Regions from separate parts of the Mus musculus genome. Here regions 1, 3 and 4 are each linked to region 2. Evidence: chromatin contacts called from public HiChIP or PLAC-seq, Micro-C and promoter capture Hi-C data. All regions are on one chromosome and are shown on one strand. The core of a region is the stretch at or near the end of the contact, and the rest is flanking DNA. Distances in the headings are between cores, read along the strand shown.

What was found. A called contact is a pair of places that touch in the nucleus more often than the background predicts. HiChIP or PLAC-seq counts read pairs in DNA pulled down with a chosen protein or histone mark. Capture Hi-C pulls out chosen DNA fragments and counts their contacts.
Region 1: a contact with region 2 is called in a Micro-C map of embryonic stem cells, with 2.5 times the contacts expected there. The contact joins the promoter of Ect2l here to the promoter of Hebp2 in region 2. A contact is called at or near these places in 2 of 484 Hi-C or Micro-C datasets (both in embryonic stem cells), 2 of 115 datasets of contacts at active chromatin or transcription factors (both in embryonic stem cells) and 1 of 9 other capture datasets (pancreatic islet).
Region 3: a contact with region 2 is called in a promoter capture Hi-C map of pancreatic islet. The contact joins the promoter of Tnfaip3 here to the promoter of Hebp2 in region 2.
Region 4: a contact with region 2 is called in an H3K27ac HiChIP or PLAC-seq map of embryonic stem cells, with 3 times the contacts expected there. The contact joins the enhancer-like site here to the promoter of Hebp2 in region 2. A contact is called at or near these places in 11 of 39 promoter capture datasets (cranial neural crest, embryonic stem cells, frontonasal cranial neural crest and 5 more), 3 of 484 Hi-C or Micro-C datasets (all in embryonic stem cells), 6 of 115 datasets of contacts at active chromatin or transcription factors (embryonic limb bud, embryonic stem cells, neural tube and 1 more) and 1 of 9 other capture datasets (embryonic stem cells).

Annotation. Positions count from the first base shown.
Region 1 is chr10:18,209,558-18,212,268 of GRCm38.p6, forward strand. Ect2l (epithelial cell transforming sequence 2 oncogene-like) reads right to left here and starts at 1,270. Exons shown (of 22, transcript NM_001370991.1): 1 at 1,202-1,270.
Region 2 is chr10:18,544,647-18,547,571 of GRCm38.p6, forward strand. Hebp2 (heme binding protein 2) reads right to left here and starts at 1,430. Exons shown (of 4, transcript NM_019487.3): 1 at 1,048-1,430; 2 at 432-567. The coding sequence starts at 1,149.
Region 3 is chr10:19,013,984-19,016,683 of GRCm38.p6, forward strand. Tnfaip3 (tumor necrosis factor, alpha-induced protein 3) reads right to left here and starts at 1,427. Exons shown (of 9, transcript NM_009397.3): 1 at 1,170-1,427.
Region 4 is chr10:18,906,414-18,909,120 of GRCm38.p6, forward strand. No RefSeq gene overlaps it. Among named protein-coding and RNA genes, the nearest start is that of Perp, 63 kb to the left of the region's middle. Within about 2 kb of position 1,353, at least 7 of the 459 cell types and tissues checked have an H3K27ac peak or open chromatin away from gene starts, as enhancers often do. A contact at or near this core is called in embryonic stem cells, where this site is marked.

The sequences.
Region 1 (2,711 bases), core at 20-2,519, 340 kb before region 2:
AATGCCAGTCAAGTTCATTTCCCCACATCGGGAGCATAATTTAATGTGAGTACAAGCCAGTGTGTATATTTATATTAAATATGCAGGACATAATAGGCAATGAAGTGATGAGATGTCTTGAGGGAATGTGTGCACTGAAGCACCATTGACTACATATACATACTATACACACACACACACATGAATGATAATTCCTGGGGCTGAGGATGTAGTTCAGTAGGTAAAGTGAAAGTGCTTGGCCAGCAAGCATGAAACCCTGATTTCACCCATATAAAGCTGATAAGCTGGCGTAGTGTCATATACATGTAACTCCAGTTCTGGGAGGTGAGGGCAAGTGGATCTGGAGTTAAAACCAGCACAGTGAATTGGAGACTAGGCTGAGCTATTTAGATACACACACACACACACACACACACACACACACACACACACACAGACAGAGACAGAGACAGAGAGAAAGAGACAGACAGACAAATTAAGGAAAAATGAGACTTGTACTGGTATTTTAAATGGTAATTATGCTCACTGACTTAAAGCTACTAAATCAAAACAAGAGGTAACTGCACTAACATTTTTAAAAATTTCCTTCACTCCTATTTTTCTCCCCCTAAAATTAGTGTTTTTAGAACACCATTTCTGAGGCCCCTCAACAACACAAACAACAAAGTTCCTGAAGCCAGAACGCCACAGGCAGGATGTGCATACCACTGCTTGAACTGAGTGAACTTGAACACAGACCGTGCCAGGAAACTGTTCTGATACTTGGAGCAATGTTTATTAATAAGCACAACGCCAGTACTTCTCAAGAGATAAACATTTAGCAATGTGTCGGAATTATTCACCATAGTCATAAAATCTAGCATATGAAACCTGAGAACAACAGACCAGTTACTATAGAGCCTTAGTCTCGTCTTTATTAGCCATACAGCCTCGTCCCACATCTTTTGGACTCCAGAGTAGCAAAAAGAGTGAGAAGAGACAGGGGGTGGGTGGGGGAGTTGGTATGAGCCAATCTGGGATCCTGTGAAATATTAGTGTTTTCCAAAGTGCTGGAGCACTCTAGAGTGCTCTGGAGGAGGAAAGTTGCCACCACCCAACTCAAACGTGACCCTGACAGAGGTCTCCAAGACCATGGAGCGCTGCTCAAGGTTTTTCCAGAAGCCCCAAGGAAAAGACATCTCCAAGAAGGGAAGAGCTTTACCTCGAGGAGAGGCCAAGGGCTGAGCACGTTGGCCAGGCAGCAGTCTCCTCTTGGCACTGTGCAGGAAATGAAGGCAGTTTTCCAGATCACAGCCTAGGGAGGCAGGTGGGGCACGTGTGCCCCCATCTCCATAGGGAAGACAACACACAAGACAACACACGCTGCCACCACGCCCCACAGGTCCGGTGTCCCTTGCTCGGTGCTGCACTCCAGTGGCCAACCTCGGTCTTTGCTTCAGGAGGCTCCTGAAGGTTGTCACCTTCCCTCTGTTCTCTCAAGTTCTAGGTGGATTTCTTTTGCTGGCCGCCGGTCCCAGGCAGTTGCAGCTGGATCTCGAGGGCCTTCAAGTTGCTGGGAAGAGGTGACAAATGCACAGCTGCTGTCTGCCAAATTCTGCTTAGCTTTACACTAGCCAGCAATTTTAAAGCACTGAGATGGCAAAGGTAACGTTTCTTACCCTTTCTCATGTTCATCTTTAGCAAATCCTCAAAAAATTTTAAAGTTTTTTTTTTTAAACAGTATTAGTTAATACAGGAGTCAGAAAGACAGAACATCAACATGATTCTAATTGCTTTGGTCAAGATGCCTGAGCAGACTTATCGTAAAGCCACCCTCTTCCCACTTCTTTTGAATTTAACAGAAAGATTTCACAATACTTCAAGCATGGGAAAGTTAAAAATCCTATGAATGGTGAGGCTAAACAAGATCCAGGGATGAAGTCTGAACGGAGACACAACGAAGTTAAAATAGCTTGCTCTAACAGTAGATTTTATGAGGTCATCTATAACTCAATAAAATACAATGATTTTGCAACATCTATGTTCTAAGAGTGGCTAGGCATGAAGGAAAATTAAAATTGAGATTCTGTCTTACCTTAATCAGAATGGCTATCTCCAGGCCTCTACATGCTGAGCAGCCTATGGAGGAAGGGCAATGGCTACCCACTGTTAGTGGGAATATAAACTGCTGCAGCCACTATGGAAATCCATATGGAAGGGTCTCCAAAGGCTGAAATTAGAACTACTGATGGCTCAGAGGTTAAGGGCACTGACTGCTCTTCCAGAGGTCCTGAGTTCAATTCCCAGCGTAATGGGATCTGATGTGCTCTTCTGGAGTGTCTGAAGACAGCTACAGTGTACTCATATAAAATAAATAAATAAATCTTTAAAAAAAAAAAAAGAACTATCGTATGACCCAGTTGTACCACTTCTGAGCATACACCCAAAGGATTCTACAGTCTAACACAGGGATTCCTTCTCTACTGACATCAGCTAACAAATGAATAGCCTAAACACACATGATGCCAGTTTATGTAGACGTTAGGAAAAAGAAATCCTGATATTTCCTGGCAAATGGATGGAACTGAAGAATAGGATGCTGAGATAACCCAGGCCCAGAGCACAAATGACTCTCTCACGTGTGGGCCCTAGCTTCACATTTTTAGATTTGTGTGGGTTTTTGAGGTCAGGAAACAGCCATATAAGGGCTAGGAGGTCTTAAGGGGCTGAAC
Region 2 (2,925 bases), core at 180-2,679:
TTCTATATTTTTAAACATAAAGAAGAAATCACAGAAAACATGGGCCAATTATTTTTCTCTATATCTCAGAAATTGTGGTCCTAAGGCGAAGAGACTTGCAAAATTACACACACACACACACACAACTTGAGGCTCATGCCCTTGCATTTTCCTGTCCCTTGATATCACTATTAGAGGCATTTGGCACAGGAAAGGACTTCTCCCTAGGTAGAGTCCCATTTCATCTAGGAAAAAAAAAAAAAAATGAGGAAAGTATAGACCTTGACAAGCAGAACCCAGCAACACTCTACTGTAGCTACACTAAAGTTCTTGAAGCCAATCGTGAATAAAAACATTAGAGTTTCAGTCATCTGGTTATTCGTCTATTACAAAACAGAATTCTTCAGGAGACTAAAACTCAGTAATCGCAGCATCTCGGAGGCTACTTTTACCTTTCTCATTTTTGCCTTGAATGTAGCCATTCAATTTTGTGAAACCAGTCTGGATGGCTGAATCCCAGTCCAGGGACTCCACGCAAGTGCTGACCCACTTAGCCGGTCCGTAGTGCCGGATCTCATAACTTCCTGGCTAAAATGGTACAGAGAAAACTTAAGAGAAGTAACTCATGAACTCATGAACAAGCAGCAACTCATGAACGTCAGGAGGTGAGAGTCCCCAATACAGGAGAGCTGCAACCCTCTCCCCCCAAGGTCTAGCCTGAGGTTCCCGTTCTTTAGGACAAGCATGGACTCTCCTGAGGTTTCCCTACGGGTTGGAGAGCAGATACTGCCCTAAGGACAGATTACAAGCTTTTCTTAAATCGAAGCGCTGGGTCTGTGTAGTAGTAACCAGTTTCTCCCTACCCCACCCGCTCCGCGGACAGGAAGTGGATGTATGACTCTCTCCTGGGGTCAGCTAAACAACGCATCTCCTGGTTCGCGCAGATCTAAAATAGTATATATATATATATATATATATATATATATATTTTAACTTAACTCTAGGGGACTCTTCATATCACGGTAAAGTAGCCCAGATGAATCTTTGCGGGCCCTGGAAGACGCCTACCTGGGGGTCTATGTCCTCCGGAGCTTTCCAGCTCGGCATCTCCAAGGCCTGATCCTCTGAGCCCTCGGCCACCCCGAGGTCTGGCTCCGGCTCCTCTGCCATGAGTAAGGGCAGCTTGGGAGGGGCGCGCCCTGTTTGTGTTCACCGGCCACCCTGTTCTGAGTCCCCTCCCCACCGGCGCACGCTCGGCCCTGCAGCCCTTACTGCGGGTCCGTAGGACATTCTCGGTCTGAGCCACAAGGCGGCGTCGCGACCAACCTCAGGCTTGCGCCAGCCCTGGCCACACCCCTCTGCAGGGATAAGGTCAGGATCAGCTAGCTGATCAGACTGATCAGGATCGGCCGGCTGGCCCTGGGTCATCTAGGTCCTCTGCAGAGTCCCTCCCACCTAGCTGATGTTTTGCAGAACTGGATTGTGGGCAGTGGTGGGCGGAGGACTGAGCAGCTCCTAGCTCGGTTTCTGTGGAACCAGTCCGGGCACCCATTCAGGGAGCCTCTCCCTACATTGAAAACGCTGCCAGCGCCTCTGCAAAATCAGCTTCCTCCCCACCCTCACAAAAGAAAATCGCCTGCCCCAAGACTTCGCAGCGGAGCTCCAAGACCTCTAGCAGCTAGCACTCAGGACTCTGACTCCTGCTGCCCTTAGATCCTGGAGTCCAAATTGGGATCCGCAGACTGATTTATACTAGAAGGGCAGCCAGGGCCCACAGTTTTCAGGTTTGCTCAATGTGGAAAGTCAATGGAGACCCAGCATCTTTGGGGAGAGCAATGTGTGTGTGTGTGTGTGTGTGTGTGTGTGTGTGTGTGTGTGTGTGTGTGTGTGTTGTGTCTTGGGCTACTGAAACCATCTGAGTCCTCCAGTCAGCCCTGGAGGACGGGCCAGAGCACACACTAGTGCTCTTTAGATATTTTGGCTAGGCTTCATACTTTTTCCAAAAGATTTATTGAAATAAATTTATATATAATTCATCTCTTTTTTCTTTTAAAATGTTATACCGATATACAATTTATCTTGATCATATCCACCTGCCCCTCTCTCCCCTCAACTCCTGAAACCCCACTCTCCACCCCACCTCCACCCCATCACATCTTCCTTCCAAAATTCTTTGAGTATTTATTTAGCTCACTGGATTCAGCTAGTTCAACTCACATGCACTTAGGCTGGAGTCTATCACTGAGGCACTGAAAACCCATGCTCACACTCCTAAAAAGAAATGAGTCTCTAGGTCCCAGCAACCCGTTACTGATAAAGAATTCTCAGGAGTACTCCAGAGACATCCCTCCCCCATGCTGGAATTTTTTTCAGTTTTATTTTTAATTACATGTATATGTTTTAACATACCTCTACTATTTAATAAACCAGGCATTGTGGTGTACCCCTGTAATCCTAGAACTGTGAGTTTGGAAGCAGGAAACCCAGAAATTCTAAGTGACCCTTGACTACACACAAAAATTGAAGCCACTTGCCCCACCCCCACCCCCTCTTAGCTATATCCGAATGCCTCAAAAACAGAGAATCAGTAATAATAGTAAAGTGAACTACTTAATGGCTTTCAATTATATTTATGGAGTTTTGCAGCAATTACAATGCTAGCCCATCTTTTAATGATCTCCCCCCTCAGCCTTTAGCATGTTCTAAGCCCCTGTGCTAGTTAGTTCTGTTTTGTTTGCTTTTTTTTTTTTTTTTTTTTTTTTTTTGTCAGTTTGGCATAAATCCGGGTCATACGTGAAGAGGAAACTTCAACAGAGAACACACCTGCCTTCAACAGATTGGTTTGTAGGCAAGTCAATGGGGCATTCTCTCTGATGAATGATTAATGTGGACGGGCCCAGCAAACTGTGGGTGGTGCCACCTGGAACAACTGGTTCTGGGAAGTGT
Region 3 (2,700 bases), core at 177-2,676, 470 kb after region 2:
TTCCCAATTTTTGTCACAGGATCAATAAGATTCTATAGAACTTACTCATCAAAGTCTTTCCCCCAGTTTTATTTTTCCACTCTGAACAGATTTTTTTTTTTGTCTGCGATGTGGAAACTTATGTATTATTTATCAACAGATACCTCGGGCAACTGTTGGGAAGTACCCCTCCAAAAAAAGCAAAGCAAAGCAAAACAAAACAAAACAAATCCATACAAAGAACTGCAAAAGATCCAAGTAGCATCTCAGACAATAAGAATGGAGACCGGATCAGTTGCTCAATAATCTGGGACATCAGAAGGCTAACTAACTGTGATCAGTTCTCCAAACGGTGCCCCCACTTGACCAGACTAGCTTTCCAAAGAAAGATCAGAGACCAGGAGAAAACAAAGCATGCTCCAAAAAGAGCTCTTAATACCTCAGCTTTCCTGAGAGGCCAGGTGGCAGGATGTGGGACAACGGACCCGGACTGACAACACACTATCTCAGTGTGGAGTCGGGGCTGCAGCAGGGAGTCTTACATGCCACCTAAAGTGGAGTCCCCAACAAGCAGGCCAGAGAATCATTTCTGCATGCATACTCTTCTTAAACTGTGGCAACTAGAGACCTAGTGGCAATCTCAAAGCACGCCCCTCCCCTCCACCTCCCGCCCCGCAACCCTCCTCCCACAGATCACTGAAAGGTTAGCTGACCGAAGTCTCCAAGTTGGATTTGGTGGCCTCTGAGAAACCCATCCCCTGTTGGGCCAGTTGTGCACAATATGGGAAAAAAGCCCAACGCGGTTCTGCAAGGTCTACGTGCCTATGAACACGCTGCACTTGATTTCCAAGTGGGGGGGGGGTGTCACCCACGACCACACGACCTAGGAACCCAAAAGGTGACTGACTATTCATCAGCCAGCTGCAGCTCCTGTCACCCTGCAGGATCGAAAAGGAATAGCTAGCTAACTAGTCGGCTGAAGAAACTTCGGGCTGTCAACCTAAACACCTGGCACCGGGACCTCAACTCCGGCCAACAATACCCCAACTCCAGGATCCCTGCAAAGCCAGCGCAAGGCAGCTCCACACTGAGCTGGCCGTGCACCCCGAATCTGGCTGGCAGTGCACCCCACTGACCGAGGACCCCCGCATTCTGCTAGCCGTGCACCCCGCAGCCGGAGCATCGCTCACCTCTTGGGGCCGCGCGGAGCCCTCGCAGAGCCCAAGTGGCCGGCCGGCCGTCACTGGCGCGCGCCGCAGCCCGGGATCGTGGTCCGGGTCGTGGTGGGGGTCGGGCCGAGGCGGAGCCCCATGGACACCCGATCGGGCTCGCTGGCTGAGGGGGTGTGCACGTCTTTCGGCGGCCTGGCTCACCGCTCCGCCTCCGGCTCCGAAGACTACAGACTGGGCAGTTCCCTTTTTTGCCTTTCAGTTGTATGCTTTGCCAACAGGGGGATTTCCGATGGAAATTCCAGTCACGTGACCCGCGTGGCGCGCCGCCGACCGGCAGAGGGCGCTCTAAGCCGTGCCCGCCCCGCCCGGAGAAACTCCTAGGTCCCGCCCCGGGGTGTCCCCGCGTGAGTCACCTGGGCATTTCGGAAGCTGCCTTCCACGTCACATCCATGTGGAAATCGCGGTGATGGGAACTGGAAATGCAATAGGTTCTTTTTTATAGCTTCTTTTCTGAAGAAAATCAGCTGTGAAAAGGAAGGGAAATTAGAGAGAAAACCCAAAAAACCACCCAGACACACAGGACCTCAGGCTTGAAGCTTGGCTTTGAAGTCTGGGCTGTGCACGTGATGAGCACTTCAGAAAGAGCCCTCCGCAGGGTCCCGAAGGGAATTGACAGAAAAAGCGGCAGGGTTCTCCAAGCCATGTGTCAGCTTCAGGTTGGATGCAGTGCAGAGTGAGATCAGACCCCATGGTCCTGCAGTTTTTGAGTTACGGGGGGTGGGGGGGGGCAAGGTCAATTTCAGAGAGAATTAGATTCGCCTCCCCCACCCCCACTCCTACACACCCTCCATTTCTCCTTTATTTCCCTGTTCCAAGGAGCGTTTTAAAGTTTAGAAATTTCTTCAAGTTTATTGCTGGCTTTCCCCGATCCTTCTACAGTTGTTTTCTTAAGTATTGTTTGGCTGGCCTGAGAATTAGTTCGCCCCATGAAGCCAATGGAGGATAGCCTTCCACAATGCCCTGATTGATCCCCGACTTGCCTTTCTTGAGAGGGGAGAAAGCTTCGCTTCACTTAGACAGGGGCTTGAGCTCTGCAGAAAGAAGCGAAAATGCTTTTACCTTTCTGGAGAAAGTGGAGTGTGTATGGGGGTGAGGTGGGGTGGGGTGGGGATACTCTCTGCAGAGCTACACACTAGAAACTGAGGTGGCTTCATTCACTGGCCAGGAAGGGCCACTCTGAGAAGGTGACATTGAAACTCTGTGACAAAGAAACCTCCAGGCAGTCTAGAGATAAGACCTCAAGGGTCAGCCACATTTGATACATCAAGGGGCTGAGCAGAGCTCTCTGGGTGGTTGTGCTGGGGCTAGGGTGCAGGGTGTGAGGCTCTTCCCGGAAAGGAGCCGGGATCTGTTTGAGGGACCACGGGAGGTCTGCGGAGTGACCTGATGTTATTTTAAATAGTGTTTAGTGTGATTAATTTACTCTGTGTGTGTGTGTGTGTGTGTGTGTGTGTGTGTGTGTGTGTGTGTGAGTGTGTATCTCTAGGGT
Region 4 (2,707 bases), core at 103-2,602, 360 kb after region 2:
TTGTTATTTATTCTCTGATGCCTAAAGTTCTGACTGGATCCATCTGAAAGGTTGAGTGAGGCCACATGACCTGGAATCCATGACACGGGGAGTCCAAGCAGGTCAGTTCAGCATGTCTGAGTTCAGCATGAATCTCACCAAAGCTGTATATTTTGCAATATACAAATCTCAAAACAATTTAAGTACCATCAAGACATCTGTATGAATTGTGTACTGACTACTTAAGAAAGACTTTTTGTTCGTTGTTTAAGCATGTGAAAGACAGTCTTTTCATGAGCCAATTTTAATAATAACCAATTATAAGTCTTCATTCATGCCATGTGAAGAATGGCACAAAGAATCTTTACCTTTCCTGTTTGGTTCTCTTGAATTTTTCTAGTTCTTCAGGGCGTCTCCCTCTGTCATATCTGATCTATGTAACTCTCGGCCTTTTCTATAAACACAAACATAAAGTCTTTCTCCTAAATTAGCATATCCTTTAGCCAGTAACCAGGAAAGCTTTTAGCTTGACCCCTTTCCCAGAGGAATAATAAAATAACCACAAAACTCAAAATCATACCCATTTTGATAATTAAAATAATTAAAAACAAATGAAGTAAACTAAACAAATACTGTATGAGCCTATTCTTAGACCCTTTCTTAGACTTTTCCTAATCTGTCATGCCAGGATATTTAACCCCAAATTCCTGTGGAACCCATGGAATTCGTGTTCCAAAAATATGAGTTATCCTGTAAGACTTCCCCCACCCACTTCCATACAATTTCCCTGTATCTTTTTTTTTTTTTTTTGGAGGCTGCAGCCTTTTTGCCTACAGGAGTAGTCTCATTGCCTCTGGGCCCAAACTCTTTGTATTAGTTCTGAACCACGGGAAGAATTCTTTACACGGCTCAAGCAAAATCTATATTCTCTTCTAACTTTAAAAACGATTAACCCAAACCTAGAATTCTATCCTATGATTACTTGCTTGTGGAAATCAGGCAGCTTTTAATGTTTGGCTCTCTGCCTCAGAGCAGCCATCTTGACTCTTTTCACAGCAGGGGACCTCAGAGTCTGTGATCGGAGTCTGCCCTTGTGTTTCTCTGTTTAAGCTCTGGAGTCATGTGACTGCTCCACTGGCTGAAAAACCACCTCTCCCTTCCTTCCAGACCTGTTTTATTGTGTTTGAATCAATCCGAGAACCCTAAATTATTAGTGGATTTTTGCCCTAGGTTGGGTGCCATCTGTCAAGCGTAAATTTAAAAACCATGCTTGTTTCACTCACCTGTATTCTGAAGAGTGGCTCCTGTTCTTGTGCTGGAAACAGCCAGCTCACCTAGCTCCTCCCATGGCTGGCTTGCTAAGCTGCCCATGCCCATGTCCTTCCTGAGAATGCCTGGAGCTACTGCTTGTGTTCCACCACCCACCGAGCCTCCCAGCCACCCACCTGCCTTCCAAGGTGGTTGGCTCCACAGATTGCCAATGACCACCCTGCGGAATCATAGTGGATAGAAAACATCAGACAATCTTAATATTTAAAAATCAGCCATGAGCCAGCGGCCTCCTTATTCCCAATGGTCAACTATGGATTTTTATGCCCAATTGAAAGCTATCCCTCCTCTTAGAAAGACTTCCTTTCTGACAGTATTACTTGTACGGATTTGATTGCGACTTGGTTGGATTAAGAAATGCATGTCATATTAATGGGACACACCTTTGCATGAACCTGCAAGAGTGTTTCCAGCAAAGTTTAACTGAAGGGGATGACCCTCACTGAAAGTGTGTGTAGCACCACGTGATGGGTTGGGACCTTAGACAGAAGAAACAGGGAGAAAAAGAATAAAACCAGCTTATTACCAGAATTCCTCACTCTGTGTTTCCTGGTTGCTGCCACAACTAAACAGTTCCTGTCACTGTGTTCCTCTGAACTGGGAGCCAAATCAATTGTTTTTTTTTTTTTTTTTTTCTTGTTGCTTTTTGTCAGGAATTTAGTTAATGTGCTGTAAGAAGCAATTAATTCAATGCATAAAGTTCATAACATTTTTCAACCAAATGAATTTGCTTTCTGGAATAAGCATCGGGCCTCAAATTCATCAAATAAGGAAAATTTGGGATTGTTGCCAGTACAGATGCATTCTGCTTCAAACTTTAAAATGTAGATCAGCTGTCATCTTGGCAAAAAGGTGAACTAACAAATGCCTGGAACAACACAGTAATATCTAGAGACCTTTCCATGTTACTGAATATTCATGCAAGGCATTCATTCTACCCAATAGGAAGTGGCAAGGAAGAAAGAGAGAAAAAAGATAGATAGCCTTTGGTGGTGGCTCACATCTTTCATCCTAGCACTCAGAAGGCAGAGCAGGAAGATCCATGAGTTAGTGGCCAGCCTCATCTACAGAGCGAGTTCCAGAACAGCTAGGGTTACACAGAGAAACCCTATCTCAAAAAGGGGGAGGGGTGGAAGATGAGAGAATGAAAACAAGGTAAACTGTGAAAAAGGTGGGGGCTTTTCAGGAAGGAACTGCTTAGAACAGACGAGACTTCTCAAGATACAGGGAAAGGGTGTTCTGTGCCTTCTGTGCCAAGTCAAGGATCCAACCCAAAAACTGGATGGATGGCTGCTCTCCTGTGGACAGTCTCTCCCAGCTCAGAACCTAGCTCCATGAGTACATAGTCCATTCCCTTCTCTTTCTCTCCCTTCTCCTTTCCTTTGCTCTCTTCTTCCTT